Regions from separate parts of the Sus scrofa genome. Here region 2 is linked to region 1. Evidence: chromatin contacts called from public Hi-C data. All regions are on one chromosome and are shown on one strand. Each heading gives the region's core, a stretch centred on a gene start, on an enhancer-like site or on the middle of the called end of the contact. The rest is flanking DNA. Distances are from core to core; before and after follow the strand shown.

What was found. Hi-C and Micro-C count contacts between places; a contact is called where the count stands out from the background.
Region 2: a Hi-C map of omental adipose tissue shows a contact between it and region 1, with 1.7 times the contacts expected there. The contact joins two enhancer-like sites. A contact is called at or near these places in 2 of 47 Hi-C or Micro-C datasets (embryonic fibroblasts and omental adipose tissue).

The regions. Positions count from the first base shown.
Region 1 is chr15:134,889,787-134,892,730 of Sscrofa11.1, forward strand. No RefSeq gene overlaps it. Among named protein-coding and RNA genes, the nearest start is that of SH3BP4, 110 kb to the right of the region's middle. Within about 2 kb of position 1,410, at least 3 of the 83 cell types and tissues checked have an H3K27ac peak or open chromatin away from gene starts, as enhancers often do. A contact at or near this core is called in omental adipose tissue, where this site is marked.
Region 2 is chr15:135,126,535-135,129,478 of Sscrofa11.1, forward strand. No RefSeq gene overlaps it. Among named protein-coding and RNA genes, the nearest start is that of SH3BP4, 120 kb to the left of the region's middle. Within about 2 kb of position 1,412, at least 12 of the 83 cell types and tissues checked have an H3K27ac peak or open chromatin away from gene starts, as enhancers often do. A contact at or near this core is called in omental adipose tissue, where this site is marked.

The DNA.
Region 1 (2,944 bases), core at 160-2,659:
GAGCTGCAGGAGGAATCTCCCAGGAGCTCTGGGGAAAATCTTCCAGGCTCCTCACAAGAGACAACCAGGATAATCAAAATGTGCGACTTTGGCCGTCAGAAGGAATGACCCCTGCTGCAACGGGGATGAGCCTGGAAACATTACGGTAGCAAAATAAGCCAGACAGGAGGGCTGCCCATTTTAGGATTCCATTTATAGAAAAGATACAGGAGAAGCAGACCTACAGAGACCATTAGTGGTCAGCGCGTCCTGGGGAGAAGGGAGGAGGTGGAATGACTGTGAAAGGTGCTGAGCTGTCATTTGAGGTGACGAAAACATTCTGGAATTAGATAAGAGGTGACGGTTGCACAGACTGTGAAGGGTTAAAATGGTGTCTTTTGTGTTATGTGCGTCTTATTGCAACTTGGAGCAGGAAGGGAATTAAGAAGCAGCAAGTGTTTTTCTGCTGTCCCTGGGATTGTGCAGGACGGGCCATGCCGGGGTGACTCCCGTGACCCTGGTCACAGGCTGGGCTCCAGCCCCGTGACAGAGGATGGCTGAGCACAGAGGCTCAGAGAGACAAGGACCTTGGCATTTATGCCAAGCCCATCACGCCCAGTTCTGGGGCATCCCAACCTCTGGGTTTCTTATTTCTAGACTTTTTTTTTTTTTTTAATGTGCCATGTAAAAACATCGCTACTTGGAATAATTATTCTCTCCTTCCAGACCCTACACAATTGCCTTCTCAATTCACTGCCCATCTTCGAAAACCCAGTTTGCCAAGAAAGCTTCCCTTGAATAACCGGAGGACAAGATACTTCTCTCCCACCCCCTTGAGAAAGTCTCTACCGGAAGAGCAGGACTAAAGAGCACATTTGATTTCTCCTCCATTCCAGATATGATTAAACTAATTTTGTTATGGAGAGACGGGGCAGGGGCTGGTCAGAAACACAGGAGCCGAACGCTGCGCGGCTGGCAAGGTTTAATTCCTTGCCTGTCTCCTGCAGCCTCAGGACTTTTCCGAGGCCCTTCGAGGGTATGAATACATCCTGCAGAAATCACGGTCCCCTCACCGCCCTCAGGGGCTCCATGTGGCTGGTTCGCTGCCCGGATGAGGCACGAACCCAGGAGACACCACTCCCAAAGCCAGGAGACCGCCGCCAAGAACGAATGCTGCTCTGCCTGCATCTCCGCAGCATCGCTCCCGCCATCCTTTTATTCAGCGCCCCCAAAGGAAATTAGTTTTATGGCATTTACATGTAGAAAGAGACATGAAGTTTGCCACTTGGGGTGAGAATCCTCAGCAAGGGAAAGAGAAAAGATCTGGTCCCTGGGGAAGGCACAGGAAATGATTCCAGGAGTAGGAGGGTCCAGAAGACCCACTGTGAGCAGGAAAGGAAAGGGAGCCTGGTCTGAGAGGAGATGATAAGAGGCCGGCAGAGCCTGGCTGGAGCGGATAAGGCTCCACCAGGGCCTCAGAGCAGATCGCTCCGCCCAGAAGGACCTAGAAATCAGCCACTGGGGGGCGGGGCTTACGAGTCGAGATTTCTCATGATTTTATTTTCTTCCTTTCATGTTTTTCTGACTGATCTGATGTTCTGCACAATGAACAAGTATTATTTTTCCAAATTAAAAAAAAAAACAGCTTAGTTTTTAACATGGTTGAACTTCACACTGTCTACGAGGCAATGCGAAAATAAGCTTTAAAGGGCGTTTGACTAAGAAGCGCAAGTTCTTTCATACCTTTTTGCATTTTTAACCTTTTTTTCAGCACTGAAGACCTTCTCGCTGTGGGTGTTTTTCTGGGATGTAGGACTTCTCAGGACAGGGATTCAGTCCCCCAGGCGGCTCTGCTCTGTTGAAGTGGCCGTAAAACATTTACTTTATCTGAACTGACAGTTTTCAGCCCATTGAACAAAATCAGGGAAACACATTTCAGAGTTTGATGTTTAAGTAAAACCATAAAGCTACTGGGGACAGAAGGAGGACGTTGCCCTTTCTTTTGCGCTCAAAGTACCTGAAATTGGAGGTGTTTCCTGTGATAAGAAATTCACAGCTGTTCTGGGTGGGAGACTCTTCTACAGACATTAGGAGCCCTCTTGGCTAATCCCAAAGCAGCAGAGGAGGACAAGGCTATGAAGCCCTACACACTGAGTGCTTTGCTTTGCCAGAGAATGCCTTTCTAAAGTTTACTGTAAACGAAAATGCCAGCCACACCCTGCTGTGAAAATCCCTCAAGCTTTGCCTCTGCTTTGCATAGGAAAGATAATATCCCTTTCCTTCTGCCAAGTATTTTAAGTTTCCTTTAACACTTGGACATGCACAGATTTTCATAGATGTCCAATGCCATCTCTATGAATAAAACACTTTTCATATTAAAAAAAAAAACTTAAAGGAAAAAAGGAGTTAGTAACAGAAGAAGAATAGTAATAAAGCCTAAATATAACATTCCCTCTTGGGCACCTCCCCCAGGATGACGTCGTGGGGGTGACTGGCATAATGCAGTCACCCACCTAGTCGCCCAACTGGATCCTTAATTAACTCCGTGTGTGTGTGTGTGTGTGTGTGTGTGTGTGTGTGTGTGTTTGCGCACGCGCAGTGTCAAAGCTGTTGATGTCAAATCTGAGAATCTTGCTGATTCTTACCACGTGCTGTGTCTTCATGGATTCAGTTTCTGAAGCAGGAAGGGGGGGGTCCATGGCCCCACCCCAAGCATCTCTGAGGGAGCTGTTCTTGCCAGGGGCTCCCTCAACCCTCAGTATAGAGGGAACGGTCAAGTCCGTTACCCTCTCAAGTGGATTGAATTGTGTCCCTTAAAAAGCGACCCAGTCCTGACTCCCAGGACCTGTGAATGTGACCTCTTTTGAACACAGTGTCTTTGTGATGTAAGGACCTCGTGATGAGCCCAAACTGGACTTGAGGCAGGCCCTAAATCCTCTCACTACTGTCCTTCTAAGAGAAAGGA
Region 2 (2,944 bases), core at 162-2,661, 240 kb after region 1:
GGGTCGGTGCCCACTCCTCCACTGTGGGCAGAGACCGAGGTCATTTTCAGAAGCGAGGCCAGAGCTCACACCAGTGTGGGACAGTGTAAAGTGGTCCTTTTGAGCTGAGCAGATATCCCAAAACGTAACTATCCCCAAAGTCCTTAAAGGGCTCCTATTCCAGCCAATGAACTTGCAGCGTAAGAGAATGCACTACATTTTCTTTTTCAAAGAAAACATCTTTATATTTTCCAACCATCACATCTCAGAAAGATTTTCAACAAGAACTGAAACAAACATTTAGATTGGCTTTTATGTCACCTTAAAATTAAATTAACCATGGAGTTCCCTGGTGGCTCGGTGGGCTAAGGACCTGGTGTTGTCAGTGCTGCAGCTCAGGTTTAATTCCTGGTTTGGAAACTTCTGTATGCTGTGGGCATGGCCAAAAAAAAAAAAAAAAAAAAAAGAACCAGAGCATCAAATCCCTAAGCATTCTCAGAATCAGAGTTTTATTTATTTTATCATAAACCCAGACAATACCATAAAAATCATTCTCTTATGGATTTATGGTAGCTGCTCCCCACAAAGCCTCAAAACTTCCAAAATAATCCCTTCTCATTTAAAAGAATTCTAGCTGGAGATAGTTTATGGTAGAACAACCGTTTACCATGAGGCCACTTTTCTTTGATAGAGAAATACTGTTTCTTCTTGGAGACAAACACAAACTGAAGCCATGGCTGTGGTTTATAACCTGTGTTATTCTCGGGGGTGGTTGGGCTGTGACTGTGAGACCAGAGCCAGGACTTTGCATCAAAGCAGAGCCTCTGAAGCCGGGACAGGAGAGCAGACTTTCTCTTTCCTTCTCTTGCATCAAAACCTCTCCGAGGAGGATTTCCCCTCCTGGAAAAGCATTTATGGAACCAAGTCACAAACCCGGCTCAGGCTGAATAAATACATAGGTCGCCCCGGCAGCTGCTTCCTAGATGTGGGATTTGTTGATTTAATCCCTCCGTTCTGCCTCCTGGTGATTCTTCATTAATTAAGCGCTGGAGAAACAAAAAGAACTTTGTATTCCTTAATCATGGATGGTCCAAAACATCAAAGCCAACAAAGACGTTTTCAGAAGCTCTTTGATGTTTTCCGTCTTCTTCCCCTCGGGGCCTCCTCCAGGGAAGGAGACTAGAGGTCACCCGGGGAGGAGGGGCCAGGAGGACCGAGTCAGGGGCGTAAAGGGGTCCGTGGCTCTGGCAAGGCGATCGGGGCAGAAGCTGGTGCTTGTAAATAAAAGGGCTGAGCAGCCCCGCCAGCGGGCTGTGCGGGGGGCCGGCAGTCAGGGATGTGGCTGATATCAGACGCTATCACATTCCGAACATACCCTTTCTGCGGGGCAGGCGATGCCGCCAGGCTCAAAGAGGGGTCTGCGGCGCCTCCTGGGGTATGCGTGTGGAAATCACGGTGCACGAGCTAGAGGTCGACTTGGAGGTGCTCACAGCTGGTGCGGGGATGGTTTTCTCCGAAACCACGTGGGCACTGAACTAAAAAGAGTCCTGATGAAACGCCCCAGACCGGAGCGCACATCCGGGGTTGGGCTGCCACAGGATTTTCAGGGGCGCCCAAGATTCCAGCCCCTGGAGCAGGCCCCACGAGGAGTCCTGTGGCCTCAACAGGATACACAGCCTAAACGTTGAGAATTGTGTTTTGACAGACAAAACTGAAGACAGAAGCCCGGGGCGGGGCCCCTCTGCAGGCTCAAAGGGGCTGCCGCGAAGAGGCAAGGGAAGGGCCAGGAGATACGGGAGTTTTGGCAACAGACTGGGTAGCTGGAATATCAAAATCACTGCTAATTAACGCACACCAGACAGCCCACATTAAGGAATCTGGGGTTTGGGGAAGACGCAAGAGTCTGGGCCCACGGAACCCACTCCTTTGCTGTGCACCCCTGCTCCGAGGGGCCGGTGTCCTGTGCTTCGTCATCCTGCGTCTCCAGGGTGCGCTGTGTACTGGGGGGGGTGGTGGCTCTAGTGGCTGATGGCTCTATGGCATCTGATCTCTATCCCAGGATCTCTCAGGGCTCCCCGTCAGGGCTCAGGGCAGCTGTCATGTGATGGCTTGATGGCCGTGACATCCCTTGTCGACTCATAGGACAGTGACTTTTTTTCATTGATCCTTCCTCCTGGTGAGTGTGGGAGGACAGAGAAGAGGACGAATGTTTGGCTAATTCCAGGACGAGGTGACCGTGTGACCTTCTCAACGATCCCACGCTTCCTCGAAGAAGCAAACAGCTGCGCCTGGAGCCACACAGCAAGGGGCCTGAGGGAGGTTCCAGGCGTTGACAGCCAGAGAGACGACCCGGACCTGGGGGCTTCAGGTCCCTGACGCTGGGCTCTGCCGAGAACCAGGTGAGCTTGGAAGAGGACCCTGAGGCTTTGCCAGCTCCTGGGGCCCCACCAGGAGCTCAGCCTGGTGAGACCTGGAGCAGAGAGCCCAGCCCATCCCCCGGCACAGAAACTACCAGCTTTGAGCTGCCACGTGGGTGCCAGCTTCTTACCCGACAGTAGAAAACAAATGTAGATGACATCTGAAAGCCAGCACCATCGATCTCAGTCAGAGGTTTTTTTTTTTTAAAGACTTGTATGCATTTATCATAGAACAGACGATTGCTGGTGTTAGAGTCAAAGCTTGAACAACCTCGATGCATCATATAAAACAAAGAACACTGTGTTGAGAGCTCAAACAAACCAACAAAAAACCTGGCTCCAGCCCTTTCTTTACTGGCTGGCTAACTTGGCTCAGTACTTGTATTACTACAGGTGCTCGTTTTAGGCCTTATTAACTGGGGAAAGATGGCAACTTGCTCCCTAAGTCTTATTTCCAGTTTTAAAACACTCTGTGCGTAATCCCCCAGCCTGTCTCTTTCACTTATAATAGTTAGTAATGCACATTCTCTCGCTGCTTAACCTCTGGC